3 separate regions of the Zea mays genome follow, and regions 1 and 2 are each linked to region 3. The links are chromatin contacts, called in public Hi-C maps. All regions are on one chromosome and are shown on one strand. The core of a region is the stretch at or near the end of the contact, and the rest is flanking DNA. Distances in the headings are between cores, read along the strand shown. Region 1 holds the start of LOC118476764. Region 2 holds the start of LOC100275097. Region 3 holds the start of LOC103651348 (glutamate synthase 1 [NADH], chloroplastic).

Region 1 (3,956 bases), core at 252-2,751, 290 kb after region 3:
TCCCCACCAATTGCCTCCTTGATCATGGAATGTAGCTTGTTATGGTTGTAAAGAAACCGTGATACCCGTCTAGCACTTTGAATCACAACATCATGCTCAGGAAAATTTCTAATCTCCTTTAACATCAAATTTATGGTATGAGCGACACATGGCTGCCACACAATAGTAGGGTGCTTCGCGACTACCATACGTCATGCCTTTTTGTGGTTCGCACCATTATCAGTGATAATCTGGACCACATGCTCTGGACCAATTTCGGTGACCACGTCCATGATTTCCTACAAGCATCGTCCAAATTACAACAATAAGAGGCGCATAGAATAGCATTCAACCAACCATAAAATGATAATGAAATTACCTTATATAGGTAATTCGCATCCTGGGATTTACCCGTTGCATCCACTGATTTATGGAAGAACATAACACCATTACAAAATAACATGAAATTAATCACTGACATTTGGGTCGGTCCTGTCCGTGAGTCGCACATGATGGTAAGTCCATATGTTGGCCAGTCCTCCTTGAACTTTGTGAAATCATCCTGCAAATCCTTCTCATTCTCATCTAACTACCGATTGTCAATCAAATATCCTTTCGGATATCTGACCCCTTCACCTACATGTCAGGTACAACATGAATGAGAGAAATGTACGACATTGATTGACAATGATAAACTTTGGATCCACACTCACCATGTTTTTGCGTCTCTCTAAATGCATTGATGAAATATGGACTGTTTGCTTTATGCCCTGGAATCGCCTCCGCATGGAACCACTTAGCCCACTGCTGACCAACAAAATGGACCGCATTCTTTCCCGCCTTAGAGAACGGACCCGTATCAATCCTTGTCTGCACCATATGTGGCTTCTCCTTCCTAGAACCTATTCTCCCAAACGCGGCACGGAGACCACCTTGGTACGAGCCACCACCCGTCTCATACGTGCCACCGCTCGCGCGAGCACGCATCCTAAGCTCCTCCTCTCTCGACGCACGCATTGCGGCCTGTAACTCCGCATCATCATCATCATCGGAAACACGATGCGAACCCGCCGCTTGCAACTTTCGTGCCTCTTCCGCTACTCTTGCTTTTCTTTTATCATGGACCTTGTCTAGCTCACGCCGAAAGTAATCGGCAGTGTCCGGTGGAACGGTGCGACAACCTTGCACATTCCCCCCACACGATGCAAGGTGTTGCTTGAAACGTGTAGCACCACCACCCTTCCACTGTTTCTTGCAATACTTGCACTTGAATCCGGGATATATGTTGTCCCCGTGTACCCAAACCGGATCTTGCCGCTCCGACATCCCTGAAAATAGCAACAACAACTATTATTAGCCTACAATTATTAGCCTACATCTATTTTTACAAGTAGCGGTGCTAATTTCAAATGATTTGAAGCCAAAAGGGGAAAAATTAACCTAACCCTACCCCTACTCGGCAGCTCGGCTAATCGACCCATCTGGCCGATTAATCGGCTCATATCACCGATAAACCGGCCTAACCGGCCGGTAAGCCGCGCGGCGCGCCCTAGCCGATGCGCCCGATAAGCCGGAGCTAGCCGGCCGATTAGCCGCTCAAACCGGCCGATAAATCGCCTCAAACCGCTGGTTTACGGACTGTCGAGGAAGAGGGACTTACCGGCGGCTTTCCGCTCCAACCGGTCGGCTAGCCGGTTCTTATGGCCGGCTCGTCGTGCTCTGGCGGCGGACGGACGACGGTTTCGACCGGACGAGGCGTAGAAGCGGATGGGGAGCTCTGTGGAGCTGGTTGCGCGGCGTTAGGGTTAAGTATAGCCATAATGGGCCAGCCCATTTAGGAGGTGTTTTTTTTTTATTTTTTTTACTTTTTTGATTTTTAGTTTGAATTCGGTAGTGTATTTTTAAATTTGGTTTCAGTGGAAAGTCTTAGAATAATCCATAGTATTTATAAGAAAATTTTCGTCAAAATATTTCAAATTTTATAAAATTTCACAAATTCAAACTACAAAACCGGCTGGGCCCGATAACCGGAAAGCCGGCCGGTTTATCTGGTTTGCCGACCGGTTTCTCAAACCTTGGGCGGCACTGCGCTGTGTACCTTATCCCTATTTCAAACTCATCCTTCAAACAGTGTCAAACAGATTCACCGAAAACAGCCTTAAGCAAGTAAGTAAATTCTAACAAACTGCATTTCGAATAGATCCTCGTCTCGCAGGTCCCAGCCGCATGCCCGACCCTGTAATCCTAACCTTGTTCTTGCTAAATCATTCCCCAAACCCATTTCAAGACATCTAGCTCGTGACAGGAGCCACCACCTGTTATTCAGCGCATCAGCGGCTAGTATGAAGTCAAAACGGGGGGCTAACTTTACAGTACACAGGTTTTCAATTCCCATGGTACGTATGACGAGGTCCGCAGTTACGTGGAAAACGATTGTCCCACATCTGTCCCGACTCCTGCCTGATGTGTGTCAGTTCTAGCGGAAGAGCCTAGGAACAGAGCGCCGTGGGATCTTCCCTTCAAGCTTCAATCTTCTGTATGCCTCCCTGATGTGACAAGGCCTGATGGGTCCTGAATCCTTCCTCTCACTCATGACTACTCTTGCTGCAATACACAGTGAAATTGTCAAGAGAAAGCAACAACCAAGAAAGCCATCCCTTCTGTTGGAACCTACAAATTCTGCTAGCAAGTTCCTTGGATCGTAGCGAGGTGGAAAGAAGAAAATGGACCACAGAAACAGAAGCCAGACTAAAAAAACAAGATCATACTAGGTGAGCTTACAGTTGGATGTTGGTTATCATCCTTAGACAACGTACAAAATATACATTTCAGCAACGCTGTAGAAAATCGGATTCCATAGGAAAAAAAAGTAAACGTGACTATTCTGAACTTGCCTGTTTCAATTAGCTCACCAACAAATATTTTTGCTATTCCTGATACCACAATTGATGTAGGGATAGAAATCTTTTGACTTCCAGTGATGCTTGCCAATAGCTGTAAGCAAACACAATACAGATTAACACTACAAAATCTGGCCGAAGACTGATCTGAGTTACTGGATAGCAATTACATGATTAAAGGATTCAAATTTGTTATCGGCACACCCTCTATTCAAATCGGTACGGGCATACAAATTTCAAGCCTGCAGCATGATGAATGAAGCAAAAAAAAAAAAAAAAACTCCCGACCAAATTGTTGTTATCCAAGCACTTCTATAGGAAATGAAATAAATACATATAACATGCATGGCTATCTTAGTATGTTTCATATAAGGCATCGAGAGCCGAGTAATTTTCCATGAATTGGAACAAAAAACAAATATTTGCTTTAGCAGCTAGCACTTATTTGACTTAAGATACTATCACTAGTCATGCATTCAAGGTAAAAATATCTGCTCTATATGCATATATTTATTTACAAATTCAACCATTGAGAAATAATGGGACAAATATAAATAACGCATGAGTTTAGATCATTTAATTTAGAGAAAATAGAAAAGACTCGCCTACAAGTCAGGGGATTTCAAAGTTCAAATATCCACTTGCATCTCAGGTCCTTACCGTCTCACACCTACAAGTGTTATGTGTAAGGATGGAGGTGTAGGTGGGTACTTGAAACCCCCTAGCTTATAATGCTGGGTCTTTGCATTTCCCCTACAATTTATATGATTAATAAGTGAAGCCATACCCTTTTCATGTTAGATTTCTGAAATCCGGATCTTCGGAATGACTCGTAACGGTTCATCTGCTGTTGTGTAAACTGGGACAGTATAGCACTGAGAAAGGATACAATTAGAACATAGACATATAATTTATTATTCAATCATAAGAAAGAAAGTATGAATACTCACCCTTTTATGTACTATATGGAATATAAACCACAAGTATGAAACATGATATTTGTCTCGGCAACCGCCACTACATAGTAGTAATTCAGAAAAACCAACAACAACAACATAGCCTTTTAGTCCCAAACAA
Region 2 (4,135 bases), core at 232-2,731, 270 kb before region 3:
GCTGGAAAAATATCAAAAGGGAGAGAGATAGAAAAAATAAACTAGTCTCTGCCGCTCAAGCACGCTTATCGTCGAAAGAAAAAGAAAAGGACATAAGAATCACGCATCTAGAAGAGAAGTTAGAGACGTCGCTCTTGCTAAGTTTGTGTACATGCAACATGAGCAGTACGTGTGCGTGGCGATTACTGAGGTTAGAACGGGTTGTATATCGAGGCTTGGCTCGACTCAACTTATTCGAGTTCGAGCTGACTCGTTAAGTTAACGAGGCATAGTGTCAGATCGATTTGACTCGTTTAACTTATGAGATAAATAAAAAAACAATATGTATATAATAATTAAGTTCTAATTAATTTAAAAATAGAAAAATAATAATTATACTCATAATTTTATATATCACATCAATGTAACACTAAATCAACATACATTATCACTCATCAATTCACAATTCACACATATGTTCATCAGTTTAACCAACAATTATATTCATATAGACCAATTTAACATAAAGACAGTTCATCAATTATTAGTTTAACTCATAGACATAGACACAACACATACATATAATATATTCATCAATTGTTACGTAAATAATATATATATAGTTCTGTTTTGCTGAAATGTGATAGCTCGTTTAACTAATGAGCTAACTAAGCTAGAATGTCGGCTCTGTTCGTGAAAAAGATTCGAGCGAGTCGATTTGAGTCGAGCTAACTACAAATAAAGCGAGCCAACAAGCCACGAACATTCGGGCTTGTTTTGCAAAACGGTGGCAGCAACGCCAGGTGTTCGATTCTAAACACCTCGGGTTGAATGCGAATGCCTGGCGAGGAGATGCGTGGAGGCGTTGAACCAAACAATCCCTTCGTCCAGCCCTAGGCTAGAAGTTGCGGTGTTTTGTGTACACGCATAAGCACATTAGTTTGAAAACCTAACCCCTTTAAAAATTCCGGTAATTGAGAAAAACGAGCTATTTTTTTCCAAAAATTTTGGAGCGCATTTAAATTTCTAAACTAGTCTTAAAAGTTTTGCCACGAATACTAAAAGAATTAACTTGGTATATTCGAATGTCCGTAAACCATTTAATACATGTATGAAATTATGGTGAATAAAATCAGATCTCTATATGTGACATGTCACTTTGTTGCTTCTTTGACATAATAAGATCAAATGCATTAGAGCTCTGCTCTCACAATAAAAATGACGAGAAATTTGGAATTATGTCATTATTAAAGATAGGTTTCGCTGGTTTGCCATCAAACGAGTGAGCTGCTTGGGCCAACGAGCATTGCTCTGTTTCTATTATGTTTTTGCCTACCCGACATACGGTGCTTACAGACCTTATACACGGCTGGCCAGCCCACGCCACAATTCTACAGTAACAATCAATCTAGCCCAGCTACGGCCCATACCCTTCTACTGTTCTTCATAAGTGCCAGCTTCCTCTTCTATCTCCGATACAGCAACATAGACCGGATGTCACAGTGACCACCGCCCTCTAGCTCGTCGCCTCGTCGGCGTGCCCAGCTTCTGGTCCAGCGCGTCGCCTCCGCTGCTGCTGGGCCCGACGCCCAACTACCGTGCCGAGGTCCCAGGCAGGAAGCATCTTGGCGTACGTGCCGCCGGCGACAAGCACCCACCACACCAGGTACGGCCGCCCCCTCTTCCCTTCCTGATGTGCAAAACTAAGCATCCGAACCCTAATTAAGCTATTTGGCTATCTGTATTTGGATCTGATCTGTATAAATGTATTATGCCTACTAATTTCTATCGGGTGTGCATGTACACCCATGTCCTTTATTGGGTCTACCCTTGTGACGGTCGACTAGTCTGTAGGCCTGTAGCTAGTGTTTGAGCTAATTAATTCGATTCAGCTAAACTGTTTTGTTTGTTAAATGGTGAATGTTCGATCCCGTTGTCCATCTATTATTTGTTGTAGATGGCTTAGGGCATTCTATCCACCATTCAGTTTTAGATCTTTCTTAAAACATGCTAGTTCTGCTGAATAGCGCGCTTTCAGTGAAAAAAATATCAAACCTGTTCCATCTAAAAAGGAGGGGGGAATTCTAGCTCTCTAACTTACTGTGATTGATATTCCAACCATTCTAGTTTCTTGCACTTATGTTTTTCCCTGTAGTGGAGCACCGGTCCTGGTTTCTATTCCAAACCTTTTGTGGATTGGTGCAAGATGGCACCTGTCTGGCTGTTTTGGACCTTCACCTAGCTGTATGTATTCCTGGATGAAGACTATCAAGTTAAATTAGTGATAGAGGGTTAGTATGATTGTGCACATGCATTCTTCTTGCATCCAAGCCGAATGATTAGCTATTGTTTATATTGTTTTGATAAAAAATGATTCATTAGTGACACCTCAAGATCATTGACCATGAATTCATCTTTTGTTCATGGATGCCTTCGATTAAAGATAAGTCAATGCATTTAAGAATTAAAATGGATGCAAACGTTCTAAACCAGAAACCAAAATGCTTGATAACATTTTAATCAACCTCAAACTTTTTTAACGCTGTGGATGTGTTTATTTTCATTTCATTTTGCAGTCAAATGAATAGTTGATTTCATTTCAAGCAATTCCTGAACAACTATATTACAGTCATGAAGTCGTTAGCCAAGCAAGAGACACAGCCAAAATCGCGGCTCATTGTGCGCCTTGGTGTATTCCTTGCATCTCACCACATTCTGTTCAGGTTCACCATCCTCTCCTTCATTTTGCAGTCTAAATCCTTCCTTTTTGTCCTTTTTTGTTCCCCCAACTCACTATTCACCATTTTGGGTCAGTGTTATATGCTGCTATGCAGGCATTATCGCGCTACTACTCCTTCCTTCACTTGCAAAAAACACATACCTCTCGGAGAATGCTCTTATACCTGGTATTTTACCCTCCTCTCTATTTTTTGTTTACTGCTACTCTATTGATGCATACATGTTGTTGTTCTTGATGGGTGTACCTGTCTGGTGGCTGTACACTCAGTTCCTCGGACTGCATAAAGGGGCAGACTTTGTGCCGGAGGCTCCCACATGAGTGGGGTCTAGGAAAGGGATAAACCGATGCAAGCCTTCTCCCCGCAAATGCGGAGAGGCTGCTTCGAACCCACGACCTGGTGACTCAGTGAGACAGCTCTCACCACTGCACCATGATTGCCCTTCATTTTCAGACTTCATACTGTAGATATTTTATAATAAAGTGTATTGTAGTGTTCTCAGCATGCTTTTATTGAATATAAGTCCTCTGATAAAGCAACATATTAATATTGCTAATTATCCTGATCTTTGGGTGTTCAGTTTAGCTTTGGGCCTCATTGGATATTTATCATGTGCCAAGGAATACCTTCCAAAATTAAATGGTTGAATATGATTTAAGTTTAACATAGAGGACTTTGATGTTTTGTTATCAAATAGTAAAGGCAGACTATTCATATCCAATGTGGTTGCAAAAATATGATTGTACCGAGCTAGTATAAATCACACAAAAATGGAGTATATTCTTGACCTGCTTTGTCACTCAGGTGTGCATCAGCATCACCACACCTCTCACTTACATACACGCCAGACGTTGAAGAAGATAAGATCAGAACACACACACGCACACATGAACACTAGTGAATGATGCTGCTGAACTAATGCTGCAGCTGTGGCTCTACCTTTCATATATAGAATAGAAGTCCTAGCAAAAATACATGAGCTCAACTGAGAGCCATGCTGTCCACTAGTTGCTACTATTCTACTTCTACCTGCTACTATCCAATAGACAGGCAGACATGGAGTTGTCCCTGTTCATATGCACCTATGGGGCTATGACAAAAGAGCGAGATGAGAGTGATTATCTAAATATATGTTGTTAAATGATGATAATTTTTTTTTCATTTATAACTCTCTTTTGGAACTACTTACATAAATAACATTCTCTAAAACTAGAGCCTCTTGTATGTAGGCTCTGCAAATCCATTATTTTCTACTGAAGATGCCATTGAAGCAAACAGATTTATGAAAGCAATTGAAGCTGTGGCTAGAGACTCAAGCAGTGTAATGTATGTTACTTCATTCAGCCTTTAATAGTTGTATGCATCGATCTTTGTAACTGATATGTTATGTTCAATATTTTGTGACTGCTGTTTGAGAG
Region 3 (4,382 bases), core at 327-2,826:
AATTCGGGCGTTTAATTAATCAAAATCCATGCACTGTACAGATAGTGTTAAATAAATAAATAAAATAAAATAAGCACACAAGATAAGGGCGGCAAACAAGGGGCGTGGTGATCTCCAAAGCGGCTGTGGCTCTCCGCATCGACGGCGGCGCGACGGCCGGACCGCAGCCGTCGGATCCTGGGCCCCACATACATCGGGCGGCTGCTGTTTTTGCTAACAACAGTATGCTAGGCAGCGACTGTGGACAGCACGAGTCCCCGTCGTGTCTGATCTGGCCGTGGGCCCGCACTGCCGCTAAATGCAGACGGAAGAGTGCAAAATTGTAACCGTCTCCTGATTTTATATTTCAGGCCAAAAAGATTCTTTCGAAGGCATTTCACCTCCCGTACTCCCTCCCTCTACTATACTCCCTTTGTTTCCGACGTTCGTCAATTTTGGCTTCTAGTGTCCATAGTTTCTTATATTATTTGTCTAATCCGAAAGATTGCATGGTAGTTTTTTTTATTAACCCTAGTGATTTATATACTTGAATAAAGATCGATCTTCATGTCCCTTGTTTTTTTGTGTAGAAGTGTATTGGTTTCACATAACAAACCCCACTTCTTGAAACAGGTTTTAAAAATGTCCCGTGCGTGTAAATAAATTTTTTTAATTGTTTATCAGTTTGTTCAAGTGAAACACATCACAAGAATGCAAGAACATATCTAATGTTCCTATACTATTTGCTTCTCCGATGGTCTGTCTCATGTTTGCAAATATAAAAAAATGCGTGAAATATTTCAAAAAAATATAGATGTACCTCTCAGTTATCTATGCCAATGCAAAAGATGAGCTTAAGTAGGAATTAGTGCAATGAGAAGAAAAAAGGGAATTAACCTATGAATTAGGCGGCGGTGCAATTGCTCACCTCGTGTAAGCGGGGATTTTTGTCGTGTCATCGCCTTCCCTTCACGCATAAGATGCGTATCACTAGAGGATACATGCCGTCCACGTCACACTCACGCGTGATTTGTGCAATAAGATAGAATGCGATGTTGTATCCTCCTTTCCTCAATAGTGCCAACTAAGAGGTGATAAGTTTGGGATCCTCTTATTGCTCTTCCTCTAACCTTTTTCTAGGATGCCTCTTCTTTTTTGGTTCTCGTGTTCATTGTGAGAGAGGCGACATGTTTTGCCAAATCAAAAGGGACCACAAGTGAGGAAACTTCAATAGTGTACATAATGTATATAGGGTATAGAGGGGGAAAGTTGCGAAATGAAGAGACCTTGAACTTTACTCAAACTAAAAAATATCTAACTATTTGCATGGATGCATACACATCACCTTACACATTGACACTGAGATTTCATTGACACGAAGTAGTTATTTCAAGTATGGTTCATTTGTACGAGTTCTTGCAACTAGTTGATAGACAAAGAATTAGTTGGATATATAATATTGACCGGCAAATAAATCGCTAAGCAAGAACACCATTCACTAAATTAATTATTAAAATCGTATGCAGAATATGTCACAGTAAATGTGTTCCGCCGGAAAGATATTCAGACAAATGCTATCTATTTAGTATGATTTGCTAACACGTTTCCATTTTTGTACACCAAAAAAGCACCATACAGGCAAGGGGTACAACGGAATCCTGTTTCTTGTAGGGACCCATACGAAATATGGCTGAGATAGCCTCACCTAACAACAACAAAACTCTTAAAATAACCAAATAAACAGAGAAAACCAAAAAAAGGGAAACAAAATTTGTGAGAAGATTGGGGGCGAAAATATAATCAGTGGGGCCGTATGCGTGCGTGGGGACGCCACGCGAGACGAGGAGAGCGGGGTTGGCAGCTAGGCGCGGTGAGGGCGAGCTCACCGCCACCCTCCCTCGCTCCTCCCCTCTATAAATGCAGAGGCGCCGAATGCTCCCCAACGCCCTGTACAATCCGGGGGAGAGGTCAAGGAAGGCGAGCGACGCTCGGCAGGCAGGGCATCCCGCGAGGCCGCGACAGAGGCGGCACTCCGCTCCCACCAACCCACAACACCGATCCCCTCCTCGCCGAGCCGCCGCCGGGGATAAGCGTGGGGAAGTGAGCAGCCAAAATCTAAGACACCGATCCCCGGGCGTGAGTCGCGAAGGTAGCGGCGGAGAAAAGGGCGGAGCCACAACGCGGTCGTGAGCCCGCAGCCACCGGTTCCGTGCGGCTAGACGGAGAGAGAGGTATCCGCTCGCTGCACCCTCTTGCCGTGACCCGCGAGACGCTAAAAAAAGCCGACGGGATTTGGCAACTTGGCGGTTTGGTTCGGCTGTAGCGTGCGTGCGTGGTTGGTGGCATACGCGGCCGTCTCGTTGCTTTTATTTATTTCGATCCGTTGATGTTTGATTCTGCGTCCGTCCGTGCGCTGCTTCGTGAATCTGCTGTGTCGCGGCGGCGGCGGAGGAATCCGCACCGCCGTGCGTGGGGTTGGTAGATCTGTTCATCCCTGCGTGTGTTTCCGCCGCTGAGGCGTTTTCTTCGTAATTCTTTTCGGGAGTGCTCTGTTACGCTGCGGAGTGGGTCGCACGCTCTTTTCTGGATGCCTATGGTGTTGACATGTGGGCGTAGGGAAGGGCCGAAGCCCGAAGGGGACAGCCTTGAGCTTTCTGCTTGTTTTTTCGGGTGCTTTTTAAATATGTTTTTTCACGCATTTCTGGTTCCCTTTTCCCCCGCGTGGTGTTGTAGATCGATGAACAGCTAAGCGAACACCATCTGATGTTCGTCGTTGTTTGACTGTTGCATGACAGGTTGCGAGGCTTGCTGTTCAGCCATGTCGACGGCGCAAGGGACAGCGTTGAGGTCGGCGCCGCTGGGCGCAGGTCGTTGGGCCCGACGCGGCCGCCCCGTGGCGGCGCCGTACCGTTCGGGCTGGCAAGCCTACGGTGGCGTTTCCCTCGAGGGCAGCGGATTCCTTGGCCGCGTGCACCGCACCGAGGAGCGCGTCGCTCCGCGGGCGCCCCACGCGGCGGCACGCGACGCCGAGGTGGTGAGGCCGCTCTCAAAGCTCCCGAACAGCAGCATTGGGCTCTACGATTCCTCATTCGAGCGTGACGCTTGCGGCGTTGGGTTTGTCGCTGAGCTATCTGGCGATTACAAACGCGAGACTGTGAGTTACATCGATTCCTTCAAAGTTCAAAGAGGCGATGCCACATGCATTGTAGCTACACTATTTTGATGTATCATGTTCGGGATGCCGATTTTGCTCTCCTTTTTACCCCAGGTTAATGATGCTATTGAGATGCTTGAGAGAATGGCTCACCGTGGTGCCTGCGGCTGCGAGAAGAATACAGGAGATGGTGCCGGCATCATGGTCGCTCTACCACATGACTTCTTCAAAGAGGTGAGTTTCTTTGCAACAAAAAAAAATAGAAGAACAGATTTGTTCTTTTCAACAGTTATTCAATTGTTTTTGTGTTCTTGTAGGTCGCAAAGGATGCTGGGTTTGAGCTACCCCCACCAGGCGAGTATGCTGTTGGAATGTTTTTTATGCCAACAGATGAAAAGCGTCGTGAGAAAGGCAAAGCTGAGTTTATGAAGGTTGGTGTAACACTGTTAATAAATTTGATAGCCTATGATGCAGGATTTTCATGTTAAGCTCATTTCTCTGATTAATAATCTTGTCCTTGCAGGTTGCAGAATCACTGGGACATGTAATACTCGGGTGGCGTCTGGTTCCGACTGACAACTCAGACTTGGGTGAATCTGCACTCGAGACTGAGCCAGTCATTGAGCAGGTTTTCGTTACCAAGAGCTCAAGATCAGAGGCTGAGTTTGAGCAACAGGTAATTCCATACCACTAGATGTAAGTGCATATCAGCACATTTGATGGATTTGGCTTTAACATTTTTTCATGAATTGTTGCAGCTATATATCCTTAGGAGACTCTCAATCATCTCTGTTCGAGCCTCTCTGAACATTAAGCGTGGTGGAGAGAGGGATTTCTACATGTGCTCTCTATCTTCTAGGTGCTTCCCTTTTCTCACTTCAAAAGTTTTTGTTCATGCTTTGATTTCATTAGGTTTCAGGGCTGAAAAGGATCAGAGAGTCTCCACTTAGCACAATTTTCAGAATGGAATTTTGGCAATATTTTTGTTTTTCTATAGGGGGATAGCAAAAAATTGCCTTAGATTTGCTCTTAAAAATTGTAAATATGTAGCCAAATGACATTCTGGTTGGCTTATGTTTGTATGAATAATTCTTATTCAAAGTTGTATATCTTTATATTACAGGACTATTGTTTACAAGGGCCAGCTTAAACCGTCCCAGCTTAAGGGGTACTACTATGCAGACCTAGGTCATGAAAACTTCATGAGTTATATGGCTCTGGTAAATACAAAACTTTGGCACTTACACAA

What was found. A called contact is a pair of places that touch in the nucleus more often than the background predicts.
Region 1: a contact with region 3 is called in a Hi-C map of ear, with 1.8 times the contacts expected there. The contact joins the promoter of LOC118476764 here to the promoter of LOC103651348 in region 3.
Region 2: a contact with region 3 is called in a Hi-C map of leaf, with 4 times the contacts expected there. The contact joins the promoter of LOC100275097 here to the promoter of LOC103651348 in region 3. A contact is called at or near these places in 3 of 25 Hi-C or Micro-C datasets (ear and leaf).

The regions. Positions count from the first base shown.
Region 1 is chr3:214,197,835-214,201,790 of Zm-B73-REFERENCE-NAM-5.0, forward strand. LOC118476764 reads right to left here and starts at 1,502. Exons shown (of 2, transcript XM_035966432.1): 1 at 1-1,502. It overlaps LOC100286233 (transcription initiation factor TFIID subunit 11), which reads right to left. Exons shown (of 4, transcript NM_001159121.1): 2 at 3,667-3,754; 3 at 2,874-2,973; 4 at 2,147-2,583. The coding sequence ends at 2,456.
Region 2 is chr3:213,633,764-213,637,898 of Zm-B73-REFERENCE-NAM-5.0, forward strand. LOC100275097 reads left to right here and starts at 1,482. Exons shown (of 7, transcript NM_001326529.1): 1 at 1,482-1,645; 2 at 2,556-2,702; 3 at 2,794-2,885; 4 at 3,947-4,043. The coding sequence starts at 2,611. It overlaps LOC103651345 (D-glycerate 3-kinase, chloroplastic-like), which reads right to left and starts at 38. Exons shown (of 12, transcript NM_001326531.1): 1 at 1-38.
Region 3 is chr3:213,904,889-213,909,270 of Zm-B73-REFERENCE-NAM-5.0, forward strand. LOC103651348 (glutamate synthase 1 [NADH], chloroplastic) reads left to right here and starts at 1,577. Exons shown (of 23, transcript XM_008676969.3): 1 at 1,577-2,210; 2 at 2,775-3,133; 3 at 3,248-3,367; 4 at 3,451-3,564; 5 at 3,657-3,809; 6 at 3,892-3,992; 7 at 4,257-4,353. The coding sequence starts at 2,798.